5 separate regions of the Mus musculus genome follow, and all the other regions are linked to region 5. A link is a contact called in public Hi-C data. All regions are on one chromosome and are shown on one strand. The core of a region is the stretch at or near the end of the contact, and the rest is flanking DNA. Distances in the headings are between cores, read along the strand shown. Region 1 has its middle 49 kb from the start of Eya1. Region 2 overlaps Eya1 (EYA transcriptional coactivator and phosphatase 1). Region 3 overlaps Eya1 (EYA transcriptional coactivator and phosphatase 1). Region 4 overlaps Eya1 (EYA transcriptional coactivator and phosphatase 1). Region 5 overlaps Gm31195 (a long non-coding RNA gene).

Region 1 (2,700 bases), core at 176-2,675, 500 kb after region 5:
ATATAGTTCATCCACAATGTCAAAGTCGTCATTTTTCAAAAATCTCCTTTGTGGGTTTTTGGTTTTTGGTTTCGTTTTGTTTTCTTCCTTCCTTCCTTCCTTCCTTCCTTCCTTCCTTCCTTCCTTCCTTCCTTCCTTCCTTCCTCTCTCTCTCTCTCTCTCTCTCTCTCTCTCCCTCCTCCTCCTCCTCCTCCTCCTCCTCCTCCTCCTCCTCCTCCTCCTCCTCCTCCTCCTCCTCCTCCTCCTCCTTCTTCTTCTTCTTCTTCTTCTTCTTCTTCTTCTTCTTCTTCTAGCATTAGACCACTAAAATTAACAAATGAGCTTGGACATTGACTTCTTTGAGGAAAGGGAAATGGTTTTGTACACTTCTTGGGCAGGTTTGTTTGATTTTAACCAGTAAACTGCACCTACATATAACTCAAACATTTTTACTTTAATAGATGATTTAAAAATATCTGGTTGCTTGAGCATGAAATGAAGCAGTAAGAAAAGTATTTTTAAAGAATGCTGCTAAATACCCTCCAAAATAACCATCTTTGTAATTTAGACACTTTTGGTAGGGTTGTTGAATATGCTAAATTACAAAATATCTGCTAATGAAATACAGATTTATTTGGGGCTGAAAAGGCACAAGCCAATATGGAGTAGGCCTTTGCTAGGATTCCTTGGTGTGACAAATAGCTCAAAGTGGTATAGACAAGGAGATAAGAGTCTGGCACATAGTAGGTTCTCAGTAAACGTTAGGCCTGAAACCCTAAATGTGTTGACTAGAGAGTTTGTACTGATGTTTCCCAAATCATCCTATGTCATGGAAAGAAGACTTAGCATTTCTGGCCAGTGACTGTGATGCCTCACACGGTAGGTCCTTTACATAGTTACACAGTTCTTATGTGGGTAGCACTGCTGTTTCATTATTCTTAGAGCTTAAAAATAAATCAAACTGTAAATAAGATAATATTAGCATTTACAATTAGTGTTTTAAAATTTGGATCATGTGGGCAAAAGATACATTATACCTTAGTGTTGGCATTATCAATACAACTAAGTGCCCTGTGGCAAATAGCTATGAACATAGGAACTGATGGATAAGGGTGTATGTATATGCATCTTTATACATAAAGAAATAAATTTATGTGCTAAAAATAATTTAAAATCACCATTAAGTCATACTTTAGTATCATGGTCTAAGCTGTTTAAATTTTATTTTGTATAAATGTATTAATCCACAATAAAATGTATTCATCTTATTACAAAAGATATAACTAGTGGCCTCCCAAGAGGTCCACTAATACCTTATGATTTTAAAAGTATTTTAAATTTGTTTTAATTGTGTGTATGTATGTGAATGTGAGTATCCAAGGAGGCCAGAGGCATCAGATCCCCTAGAGCTCAAATTACAGGCAGTTATGAGCCACCAGACGTGAGGCTGGGATCCAAACTTAGGTCTCTGGAGGAACAAAATGCACTCTTAACTGCTGAGCCATCTCTCTAGTCACAGTACCTTGCCATTAATGAAGGCTCCCTGCTAAGTCTTTTACATTAGTTATATCATTTTTTTTTTCTATAACTGTAGGAGAATCATGTAAAGAAAGGACAGACATTATCTCTGTGCCTGTTACAATTGCAGGAAACTGTGGTTCAGAGAAGTGGTGTGCTACCCAGAATCTCACACAGCCTGTCAGGGGGCTGGGGAGCTTATATTAAATGAGAGAGAGAGAGAGAGAGAGAGAGAGAGAGAGAGAGAAAGAGAAAGAGAGAGAAATTGAGAATAGGATGAAAGTCATAAATCAGTAATGTTTGGAATGGTGCCCTGAGTCATCTCCCTGATTTGGGCTAAGAACATCCAATTGTGTCATGTCTAGAAATAACTCATGGTAAATAATTTATCCCCTTGGGGAATACTGGAGCCAGCCCATCTGGGATGCCAGCCAAGGAGTTGTTATCCCTGAAGCCAACCAGGTCTTGGTCTACAAGGTATCCTGAAACAGCCAAAAATGGAGAAGGGTATAAGTGTGGAGTCGGCACAGAGGGCAAGCAAAACTACCTGAGTCATGTGGGAGCACTGCTAACAGGCAAGCTGGGGGATGAAGGAGCAAGCAAAGTCAGAGTGAAAAGCAGAAAGCAGCAGCAGCAGCAGGAGGAGAACAAAGAAGCAAAACCTCCAGGGCACAAGGTCAGAGGTCAGGGTGGGTTGGCTTCAGTGTTTCAACAAAGTCTTTCTAGTCAAGATAGACACCCCAAGCCCTCCAGGAAATAAGAGAAAACTTGCCAGTTACAGATAACCTGGGATGTTATGGTTTATACCGTCCTCTCTCTAATATTAACTTGGATGCTTGAAATCTATTAATACCTCTGTTGAATATAGATCATATTCTCTGAGCTCTGTTAGATATATAGAAGAGATAAAATATAGTCCTTAGTTCTGATGTGTACTTTTTGGTAGGGAGAGGAGGGCGGTTTCTCTGCCTGTGTCCCTCTCTCCAGAGTTTACATTTACTGAGCATCTTTCTCACATGGCCCATGCAGCGATCGTGTCTAACAGTTGTTCTGTTCACCTGTCTCCTGACCACAGCACTCTCTTTAGTCTTCCTTTTGCTTTCACTCTACTCCGAGGCCCCCAAACCAGACCCCAAATTCCTAATGTCACTGTTCGGTAGATGATTTAGATCTCTGGATATTTAGACACACAGGCCTTATTTT
Region 2 (2,700 bases), core at 16-2,515, 370 kb after region 5:
ACATATGTAGCTTGTTTGAGATCTTGTGTTCCATCTCCAGGGCTTCAGAACAACAGCAAGAATATCTACTAACGACCCACATCAGCTATGAAAACTGTGGGTAGACAGGTAATATGAAAGAGGGAAAACTGGTCTACTTTTTCAATACAAGCAATAAGCCATAACAAGAGTGTTGGGGTCCTTCCTCGCTGATGTTCACAGGCTAGTTCTCCTGATGCAGCAATGAGCGACGTGACACCTTGTTCCTTATTTTAGTACAGGCAATGTCATACCTCAAGGTCAGAATCCGGGGGAGGGGAGGGATTATTGTTTCTTCTGCCTCGGCCACGTGACTTCCCATCTGAACCTCGACGCAGCCGCTCGGAGTCAGTCTCTTTAATGGGTGTGGAAGGACTGTGGATTGTACTGTACTCTGTAAGGACATAAGAACTTTCAAGTCCCGCTATCATGGTGCCAAGAACAGCTTAATTCACAGGGAAGTTACATTCCATTTAGCTTTAATCCAACGTTTTCTTTTACATGCATTAGGAAATAGCTCGACGGTGGTGGCACACGCATTTAATCCCAGCACTTGGGAGGTAGAGGCAGGCAGATTTCTGAGTTCGAGGCCAGCCTGGTCTACAAAGTGAGTTCCAGGACAGCCAGTGCTATTCAAAGAAACCCTGTCTCAAAAAACCAAAGGGGGAAAAAAAAGGAAATAGCTCAGGAGATGTGAGAATCTAAGACTTGTTTTGAAAGTACAGTGTGACCATAAGCCACTCAACTTTGACTAAGCTTGTAGGACAGCAGGTTGTCCTGGATTGCCTCTAGTTTCCTGGGGTCTCTGTGATGAGCTGACGCTTCCTTCCCAATGGATGATCTCCACTGCTCCCTCCCCAGTGCTCTGTACCACTTCACCCTGACTCCATAAATGGCTCTTCGCCATCCAGGGAGCCTGATATTTGATTCAGCTCTGGCTCCCGCAGTTACAAACAGGATTCTGGTTCATGGAGAGAGATGAAAAGCCAGCCAGCCCCAGGGCAGGGAAATCTGAGTCATAGGGAAAAATGTTTTTTTTTCCAACATTGAAAATCACCACTTTCTCCCTTATTGTATGTGAGAATAAGACAAAGAATTGAGGCAGGCAGCAGACTTTTCGACAGTGCCCACCTGGGTTCTTCTTGTGTTGTAGCCTTTTTAAAGCAAACATCTAACACTAGGCCTAACATTAAAATTACTCATCTGGCTTCCTCAGAGAAACCACTGGCATAAATGCATAGAAACCACAAAATGAAGAGCAACTCCAAAAAGGCTGGAAGCAATAGCTGAGCAGGTGCTGTAGACTCTGAGGAAGATTCTAATCCCGTGTGCAGAATGAACAAACCTGCCACTTTCACCTCCTATTCTGGTCAGGACTCCCATCAGATAATGTCTCCTTTGCCAGACGTCCAGATGGCCCTGTGGTGATTTTCCCCACGAGGCTCAGAGCCACATTTCTTCACTAGATAAAGATGAGGAGCTCTCTATTTGATATGAATACTTCTTCCTCACTGTGATCTTGTTGATCATTCATTACCAGACAGAAAATACAAGGGCAACAGAAAGCCTGGCAGCCTTCGATAGTACACCTTGGGTCCTAAGTCTACCTTATCCACCACAGGTCCTCTGAGGTCAAAACATGGCACCAACATTGTTTCCAAACTAAAAAATGCATCTCTGATCTTTGTGAGAGAGGATCCACAGCAGCAGACTTCCACAAGTCATTTCCATATCTCAGCCACTTGCTCTGCATGTCTTGTTAAATATTAACTCACCAGATCACCAGGACTCAGCAGAGACACTTGTGTGTCCTTTTCATCACAAACAGAATTATGAACTCCCTTATATAAATGGGCGATGGGACTTTCCTACCCAGAAGCCAACAATATGACCTATAAGCCACTCACTCATTTGTTTTCCTAAGACAGTCCAAACAATGCCTCTTGTCAGGTCTGCTTAGGATTTGTTTGTAAGCTAACTCATTTCATAGAAATGTTAGACTCAGGCATAAAGAAGAGTAATATTATGTCATTTTCAGAAAAATTGATGAAACTGGAGATTATCATATCATGAGAATCTAGATTTAAAAAAGACAAATTTCTGCATTTCTTTGTTATATAAAACATAGATTCAAAATATATGACATGGAAGCACATGGGGACTAGTCTCCAAAAAGAAGGACACACTGTAAAAAAAGTATATGGTAATAAAACCCAATACACATACATACACACACATACAGAGAGAGAGAGAGAGAGAATATAATTGTCACTCAAGTCAACACTAACATTCTTTTTCTGCAAAGGCAGCCACACCCTCTGTTTAAGTATTCTAAGCAAGGAGAACAATGGGCTCCAAATGAATGTTTTAAGTAGTCAGACAGATTCAAAGTTGTATTTTCGAGGAAAGTTTAGCCTTCCATTTTAAGAAACATTCCACAATGTGTGGAATCTGGGTGGTCCCCACCTAAAGAACATGGGGCAGTCTCCACCATGGCTTCAATATGAAGCATTCTTTTGAAGAGGTTAGCATTAGATGCAGCATCTTATAGGCTAAGTCCTTCACTGTAAGAGCAATGATAAACCTGGGGCTCCCCAGCTTTGGGAAGAGCCTATCTGAGAAGAGCTAAAGACATCTAGCTGCATCTTGTCACATGGTAACTTCTATATATGGATTTCCAGA
Region 3 (2,727 bases), core at 117-2,616, 320 kb after region 5:
CTTCCTCTGGGCTTGGCTGTCAGCACATCTCTGTAGCTAATGCTGGCATTGTTTCTTCTCACAGAGGAGATCGGTGTCTGGGTCTCGGTTGCCAATAAGGTCATTTGAATGGACAAAGGGACAGTTGATAGTTCTCAAACATGAATGGCTGAGCAGGGCCTGCACCTCTTTCAAATGAGGATCAGATATATCCATGAACAAATTGCTTGTTTGCTTAAACAAATGTCTGCTTTATATTTGTATTTTGCACTAAAATCTTTCATTTGCATCTGACAGAATGTAATATGGCCAGCCTTGGTCAAAGACTCCTTTCAATGCTTTAGTTGCCCACTAAACTGTGAAATTTTTAAATCACTTTAAGAAACAGACTTTTTCCTCTGAATGGGAAAATGCTTTCATGTTCTGCAAAGCTGAATTACTTCTGACTTGTATAGAAAGGAATATTAAATTGCTATATAAATGTGAACAGGTTTTTCTTTGTTTTGTTTTTAATTTTTTTACTATAGTGTTAGGGATCAGGCCCAGGGCTTTTCACAGGTTAGGCCTGAGCTAATCTCACAACTCCTTAGTGGTTATTTAAGGGTGAAGTTTTGGTGGAAAAAATAAAAAGTCTGGCTTGTATACTGTCATCTACAGGTTTCATTGCAAACTTTGGGTTATATAGATTTTTTTTTGCACTAAGTATTGAAAAGCTGAAGTTGTCAGCCTGTCGATAGTGACCCCCACAATGATTTCACTTGGTGACAGTCAGCAATAGTCACAGGTCTTTCAATCCCTACATTGCTTACAAAAACAGAACAGAACATAAGATTATTTTAAAAAGGAGCTTGTTTTTATTATTTTTCATTAAAAAAAGTTTTAGTTTAAGAAGCATGAGTTGTTCTTAGACATGGAATCGGCAGATTTTTTAAAAATGGTAGTAGGCTCAGCTGCCCAGGCTCCATGCATTCCTGTCACGGTAACCTTGTTTTCCTGGTTAACATGGCAGTGTTGACCCAGCTGCCTATAAGAAACTCTATGGCCTCCCCAGCCTCTTCCAATGCACAGATGTTTATCCATTTCATCCAAACCCATTTTCTGAGTACATACACATTGTCTAAGTGTATAAGGAACGCCGCACACTGTAGTCATTGTGGGGAAAAAGAAACAAAGGGCCCCAGGAATGTCTTAATCTGGTAGAAAATTCACATTATAAACAAATAATTGTTTAGTGACCACTGAGCAAAAGCTTTGAAGGCGACAGGAAGCTGGAAGTCAGAGCTGAGGGAGCTGCTTTTGCTCTTTTGTGTTTCCATGGAGTCAGCAGCCAGCATCAGCCTCCTTTGTACTCTGAGGATGCCCATCCTTTTTCTGTCTCACAGTGAATACCCAGGGCACTAATGTGTGCTCAGGGCTGCGTGCTCAGGGCTGCGTGCTCAGGGCTGCGTGCTCAGGGCTGCTCACAGCCAGCATTTCATGAGCACCTCAGGAGAGCCACTCAGGGACCTCATTAGCATATCTGCTCCGTAAGCATTCTTATTTGTTCTTCTCTACCTGGTCCACACTGACCTCTGTTTCCTCCTGGCCAGAAGCAACAGCTTCTAGAGCCCTGCACACAGCCAGGCACTTAGCAGGATGTCTCCTTGTAGAGAGGAGTGCAGATTAGAGTGACCCTAGGCTTGGCTCTCAGCCATTTACCCAAACAACTTAAGCCTGGGTGCTTATGTTTCCTCATTTGTAAAATGTAAAGATGAATATGCAAATTGGCTAGTACAGTTTTCCACATCCAGTGCCTGCCTGCTGGAGGCTTATTTGCATATTGTTGTCATAATGGATCATGGGTAGTTCTTTCCTCCTCTTGAGAACAAGTCAGGACTTCTCATCCTTTTTCTCCTTAGTTTATTATATTCTAACTACACATCAGACGCCCCTCCCAAGTGTGTATTCTCTGGTGGGAAGCTTCTTTTTTCTATCTTTCCAGAATTAAAACGAAAAATCAATTTTTTATACATATTGAGCCAAAACCAACAAAACCCCACTTCCAGTAAAATAGAGAAAACTACCCCGAAGCATTTATTTCCACTTTGTATGGGTTTGTATTAACTTTTGCTTTAACTTACAAAATGCTTGTTGTACTGGCTAGTTTTGTGTCAACTTGACACAGCTGGGGTTATCACAGAGAAAGGAGCTTCAGTTGAGGAAATGCCTCCATGAGATCCAACTGTAAGGCATTTTCCCAATTAGTGATCAAGGGGGAAAGGCCCCTTGTGGGTGGGACCATCTCTGGGCTGGTAGTCTTAGTTCTATAAGAGAGCAGGCTGAGCAAGTCAGGGAAAGCAAGCCAGTAAGAACATCCCTCTATGGCTTCTGCATCAGCTTCTGCTTTCTGACCTGCATGAGTTCCAGTCCTGACTTCCTTGGTGATGAACAGCAGTATGGAAGTGTAAGCTGAATAAACCCTTCCCTCCCCACCTTGCTTCTTGGTCATGATGTTTGTGCAGGAAGAGAAACCCTGACAAAGACACTTGTGTTCAAAGTTATCTAAAAGACTAAATCCAATTGCTCAGAACTGATGTTAAATCATTTGTACGTTGAATGCCCAGCCTTTACCTTCTCCAGCAAAGTTTTATCATTCAGCTGTGTGGGTTATATTTGATATTCCCCATTACCCTTCCCTTTTTCTGATGAACAAGGATTCTGAAGATAAGCTTCATTCAGTGTCTTTCCATTCACACTGGCCTCAAGGAT
Region 4 (2,700 bases), core at 95-2,594, 430 kb after region 5:
GCAGCACCCTGGGTCCAGGGGCCAAGCTTTATAATCACCTTCTCTCTTCATACAGTATCTCTTTAAGCATGAGAAATTAAAATATTTTTCTCCCACTGGTTGAGTTGTAGGCTAGGAAAATATTCTGCCATGGAACTACATCCCTGGCTCCAAACGCATTTTTGAAGGTACAGAAAACAATGTTAAAATCTATCAGAAGCCCCAGATTAAAGCCAAGCTTACGCTGCCAAAAGAAATGTGAGGATCTAACAGGAAAAAAAAATCAATCAGTGGGCCTTCCCTAAGGAATGCCAAATCAAATTAAGCAAGGTTTCTCAGGAATAACTCAAGGAGGCAGGACTTAATCATGATTACATTAAGAAAACTAGTGCCTTGGACATTACTGTCGTCCGTGTATGCTTCTCCTGAAGAAGCAAGCCAGCAGGAGAAGGATAGTGTAGGGGTAGCAGTGAGCAGCAATTTCAGAATAAATGTGGAAATTCTACCATTCTTTACAAAGTAAGTAAGGTGACACATGAAAACAAGAACCCCTCTTTTTATACTATAAATGGAGACTCTTGACTATCAGCCCACTGCGACAAGGTGAGATTAGCTGGGACAGCAGTCAGCCAACTAGGCCCTGCCAGGTTCATCAACTTCTGGACGAACTTTAAATGTTATGGTCATGAAAACACATCTCCAAACTAACAGGGCAATCAGAGAAGTGTTCAATCCATAAGTGATCATTCTCCCATATATAAGTTCATACCTAAATGATAGCTCTGCTTGCTGGACCTACGCCAGCCTGTGCTGTGATGGATTTGCACAGAAAAACACATGGCTGCGGAATGGCATCAGGCTGGGTGAGCATCAGTCCTGAACCCCCCACTCTAGCCACTCCCCCTCCCCAGACAGTATCTAACCTCATCTTCCTGCCGCTCCTTGCTTGGCATAAGCCCAGACACAAAGGGACTTGAGAAACCCACTTTGTCAGTCTTCTGCTTCCCATGCTTGCTTCCTCTCAGCTGTGACAAAAACCTCATCACCTCTAAGAAACATCCCACTGTCCTCATTCACTCCCTTCCTCCAGACCCATTCAGAACGTGCATCAAAACAGCGGTCTTCCCAAATCTCTGTCTGTTCTCCCCTGCCAACCTCAGCAGCCTCACGTAGCCAGTGTGGAACCCAGGGCCTGCCATGCCACGGCTCCACTCTGTGGGCTGTGTGGGTTCCGATTCCCTAACGAAGTTTTATCAAAGCTAATCACAGAATGGGCTCATTTGCATGGCCCACTCCAGCCAGCTGCTCTACACAGTGAGCATGATAGAACAGACACAGTTAACATGCATGGGGCAGTCTCTGTCTTCCATTTCAATCTCCATTGATCCTTTCCCACATTCCTCCGTCTGTAAGCCACGCCTCATTCCCCACCCACATGTCCTCAGCAACTATTTTATAGAGAATACTGAAGCGGCATTAAATTGTTCCTCTTCCTGCAACATGTCGGCTGATGAAAACAGTTAAAAGTTCCTGTCCTTGGTCAGGGATTGCTTTCTGCACCAGCACCTTCTTCCTCCTCGGGTCCCTCTCTTCCAGGCTTCCTTTGAAGCGATACCTCACTGCTTGGCTTCACAGGATCTTCACTTCTCACAAAGCAGGTTCTCTTCTACCCAGGGCCATGGGCTGGACTCCCTGAACACATTGTGTATGCAGGGCTCAGAACAGAACACAGGGCCTTAAGCTACTTTGTGCTCTGCCCTACCTCTCTCCTCCTTATTCATGGACTGTCTCTCAACCACAGTCCTTTCCAAGCTGTCTTCCTGGGCACTTGCTTTTAAATTGTCAGCATCAACTGCCTTTTCTACTCCACTAATCCTTCGGTTACTTCCTTACACGGCTTTTCCCAATTTCCCACATTAAACTTTTCTTGGTTTGACTCTTTTAAGCCTTCTAAATAAACCCTTTTCTGCAACAGTTTTCCTTTAAGTCATTGATTCCTTTTTTCTACTGTACTATCTTTCCTCTCCCCCTACCCCCCACCCCCCACCAGATTGCTTGCCTCTGTCTACTCTGGGGTTCCATAATTCTAATTCCTTCCTACCTCACTCCATTTTCTTTCACAATAATTTTTCTGGCCATCCATACCTTTGAAAAATGATTTTTACATAAACAACTCCTCAATCTTCATCCATATACACACAATGTTGTCTGGATTAAACCTGACCCACATCCTGACTAAACATACCACCACCTCCCTCAGAAGCCTTAGCTTTTATGTCACACAGACTGGATGTTTCCCTTCTGGTTGGATTTCTCCTGCCACCTCATTTCTTAGATCCCACTACCAAGCGTTATGGCTTGGATCTTGAGCATGCCTCGGAGACTGATGTAGAGACACGATCTCCTCTGTATGGTGTTACTGAAGGTTGTGAAACTTTAATTTTGTTATTCTTCCTATCTTTTCATGTCCCCACCATGAGATGAATGATTTTCCTGTACCTTATGTTTCAAACATGATGAAGCGCCCTTCCTCTGACAAGAACCTGAAAAGCCAGGATGTGGCCCACTGGAACACTGATAGAGTGTTAGCCAAGTGTGCATAACACTGGCTTCTGTAACCAAAAATGAAGGTGGGGTAGCATATTGAGTCCACCTGTTCACAGACACATAAAATACATAGTCCAAATACCTTTCTTCCTAGTTACCTCAGGTAATTTGTTA
Region 5 (2,700 bases), core at 6-2,505:
AAGACCTGCAAATACATTCTGCCTACGCCAAAGCACCTGGAAGCTTACAGGCTGCAGCACTCCTAAATAGATTAAATGTTCTATTCTACAGAGACCAGACACGGCTGATAGAGAAAAATCCAACAGGAAGAGTGAGAAGTATATTTTATTAACTGCCAGGAACTGGGTACTAAAAACCTCATTGCTTTAAGTAAAAAAAAGTTCCCTTGACTGTGCTGGCTATAAAAGGGGCATGTTGACCCTTTATCTCTTCGTTCTTTTAAGACAAGCTATATAAAAAGAGGAAAATATCAAAGTGACCTCAAAACATGAAGGAAAAGACACATTCCAATAAAATGTCATTTTCTTTTTCTTGTTTTCAAATTACCTTCCCCCCTCACTCCTGTGTTCTCTTTCCTCTTTGTGTCAGGACATTTGACCTGATGTCCTGTGTTCTTCTCTAAGACATAGCCGTGTGGATGTTTCTTAATGTTAAGCTTGTTTTTGTGTTCTGTTTCCCTAAACATGAATCCATTGTTTTGGAGTCAGAAGAACATATTGGAAATGGTAGTGTGCATCCTGCATGAGCGACTGAGAGTGCATCTGAGGAGTCTGGGGAGAGTTAATTGCTGACTCCTTGGAAAACTTGAGCAACAGATTTGGCCTCTGGCAAGGCAATTTTATAAAAGTAAGGACAAATAGTGAGCCAGACTGTCTCCCAGCTATGCCAGACGAAAATCTGTCTCTCTGTCTGTCTCATGCATGCATGCATGCATGCAAACATATATACACACAGACACAAAGATACACAGTTATTCATGCATACAGTCATTACACTCTCATACACATACACAAACATACATGCACCCACAGACACGTTACCTATATCACCAGTGAAGTTTAAGTTCATTTTTCTAGAACCACTCAACAAATTATCTTCTAGTTAAAAGCTGCCTGCATCAATTTTGACTTTCTTCATGTAGATTGTTCAGCACTGGGGTTTAACATCCTGACCTAACATTTGACATATTAATCCTAATTTTAATCCGATACCAAGGCATTCTGTTGTACTGAATCAATTCAAGTTAGTTCAGAATTAGGTTGCTCCCACCCAGAATCAATAGCCCCACTGTTACCTTTCTCCAAAGCTGACCACCCAGTTTTGTGAGGATCTGCACTGACTTAGAAAATCTGCCACTACTGGAAGAACCGGCAGCTCAGATGCAGCCTGTCATTCTTCCGGTCTATACAATACCCGCTCTTTGTCTGTCGTCTCCTGAATAGCCTGACAGAACTCTGGCCTGCCAGGCAATGAGATCTTTATTCTCCTGGAAGGAATGCTTTGCACACCAACATTATTAAGAAATTTCTGGACAATGTTTAGTGGCTAAAGACTAATCCAAGGTTCTATTAAAAAGGCATCTGGGTAATTAAAAGCACATTTGTTCTCAGCCTCCTCCCAATTTGTCCATTAGTGGAATAAAAGTCCAGGACAAAGGGTCATGTGGTTCGGTTATATTTTACAAGAATTCTTCAGGAAGTTGAAAACACATGAGCGTTTTCCAAAGATACATATGTTTATGGCCTCCTGGCACAGCAACTACAAAGGTCCCTGGCTTTAAGTGGAGGCTGCTTGTGACCAGTTGCTATTGCAATCAAGAAACTTGTACTGAATCTTCACAATTTGTCCCTGAAATGATCAAGTTTGTTGTTAGAAGGCTCCCCAAACAGGGACAAGCTGGCACATTATCTCCTTTGGGTTAAGGTTAAAAAGAATCGCCTCCCTGTGTGTTTATCCATTTGAAAAACGAAACAAATAAGCAAAAAAATTCAAATACTTTTATATGCTTTTACCTTACAGCTGAAGGCTCTTCTGAGCTCTCTTTCTAATGGATTTTTCATGCATTCAGAAACCCCAGGCACCAAATTTCTACATTACTACCTAGCAAAGTTCAGTTTTCAAAACGATACATTCTTTGTCATTCCTATTAGTTTGTCTTAAAAGCTGGATAGGTTGAGAAATTCATAGCTATGTGTAGATAAAAGTTTAAAACACCTTTAAAAGTACCTTAAAATTAAGTGAAGACTTAGTATGCTTCTGTAGGCTTCTGTTAAATCACTAACAGTGCAAGGATCTGGAATTCATCAGGATTACCATGCTACAGTGTGTGTGTGTGTGTGTGTGTGTGTGTGTGTGTGCGCGCGCCTGTGTGCATGTTTGCAGACCTTGAGAAAGTGGGATGCTGGCAACAACAAGGACACAATCAATGTCGAGTGGTTAGGGAGGGTGCCAGGTAGGCAGACAGACAGACAGACAGACACACACACACACACACACACACACACATACACACACACACACACACACACACACACACACACACACACACACACCACACACACACACACACACACACACACACACACACACGAGCACACACACGAGCACACACATGAACACAGATTGGAGAAGAAAGAGAAACGGAGACTCTCAACTCGGGTTCTACCACCTGTTTTGGATATATCAGATCAAGATGTAAATTTTGCTTACTGTTATTCGAGTGCTTCCTAAAGGCCAGGCTAGGTATTTCTCTGGATCAGCATATCAAATTCTGACAGGGGTATAAATCATCCTCATTTTCAGATGATGCTTATATGATGTGAGCAAGGTCCTGCGATCTCACGGCGCTCTGGCTTGCTGCTTCTATCCTGGTCCTTTTT

Evidence for each region. Hi-C and Micro-C count contacts between places; a contact is called where the count stands out from the background.
Region 1: a contact with region 5 is called in a Hi-C map of the N1E-115 cell line, with 7 times the contacts expected there. The contact joins two enhancer-like sites. A contact is called at or near these places in 3 of 484 Hi-C or Micro-C datasets (the N1E-115 cell line and uterus) and 1 of 115 datasets of contacts at active chromatin or transcription factors (double positive thymocytes).
Region 2: a contact with region 5 is called in a Hi-C map of the N1E-115 cell line, with 4 times the contacts expected there. The contact joins two enhancer-like sites. A contact is called at or near these places in 3 of 484 Hi-C or Micro-C datasets (the N1E-115 cell line and uterus).
Region 3: a Hi-C map of the N1E-115 cell line shows a contact between it and region 5, with 4 times the contacts expected there. The contact joins two enhancer-like sites. A contact is called at or near these places in 3 of 39 promoter capture datasets (the C10 cell line, cranial neural crest and frontonasal cranial neural crest), 1 of 484 Hi-C or Micro-C datasets (the N1E-115 cell line) and 1 of 9 other capture datasets (embryonic stem cells).
Region 4: a Hi-C map of the N1E-115 cell line shows a contact between it and region 5, with 4 times the contacts expected there. The contact joins two enhancer-like sites. A contact is called at or near these places in 2 of 484 Hi-C or Micro-C datasets (the N1E-115 cell line and nephron progenitors).

The regions. Positions count from the first base shown.
Region 1 is chr1:14,358,281-14,360,980 of GRCm38.p6, forward strand. No RefSeq gene overlaps it. Among named protein-coding and RNA genes, the nearest start is that of Eya1, 49 kb to the left of the region's middle. Within about 2 kb of position 1,426, at least 13 of the 459 cell types and tissues checked have an H3K27ac peak or open chromatin away from gene starts, as enhancers often do. A contact at or near this core is called in the N1E-115 cell line, where this site is marked.
Region 2 is chr1:14,231,141-14,233,840 of GRCm38.p6, forward strand. It overlaps Eya1 (EYA transcriptional coactivator and phosphatase 1), which reads right to left. Exons shown (of 18, transcript NM_001310459.1): 10 at 273-412. Among named protein-coding and RNA genes, the nearest start is that of Eya1, 78 kb to the right of the region's middle. Within about 2 kb of position 1,266, at least 10 of the 459 cell types and tissues checked have an H3K27ac peak or open chromatin away from gene starts, as enhancers often do. A contact at or near this core is called in the N1E-115 cell line, where this site is marked.
Region 3 is chr1:14,180,400-14,183,126 of GRCm38.p6, forward strand. The region is part of intron 16 of Eya1 (EYA transcriptional coactivator and phosphatase 1); the gene reads right to left. Among named protein-coding and RNA genes, the nearest start is that of Eya1, 130 kb to the right of the region's middle. Within about 2 kb of position 1,367, at least 54 of the 459 cell types and tissues checked have an H3K27ac peak or open chromatin away from gene starts, as enhancers often do. A contact at or near this core is called in the N1E-115 cell line, where this site is marked.
Region 4 is chr1:14,287,182-14,289,881 of GRCm38.p6, forward strand. All of the region lies in intron 3 of Eya1 (EYA transcriptional coactivator and phosphatase 1), which reads right to left. Among named protein-coding and RNA genes, the nearest start is that of Eya1, 22 kb to the right of the region's middle. Within about 2 kb of position 1,345, at least 8 of the 459 cell types and tissues checked have an H3K27ac peak or open chromatin away from gene starts, as enhancers often do. A contact at or near this core is called in the N1E-115 cell line, where this site is marked.
Region 5 is chr1:13,860,001-13,862,700 of GRCm38.p6, forward strand. All of the region lies in intron 1 of Gm31195 (a long non-coding RNA gene), which reads left to right. Among named protein-coding and RNA genes, the nearest start is that of Gm31195, 15 kb to the left of the region's middle. Within about 2 kb of position 1,256, at least 19 of the 459 cell types and tissues checked have an H3K27ac peak or open chromatin away from gene starts, as enhancers often do. A contact at or near this core is called in the N1E-115 cell line, where this site is marked.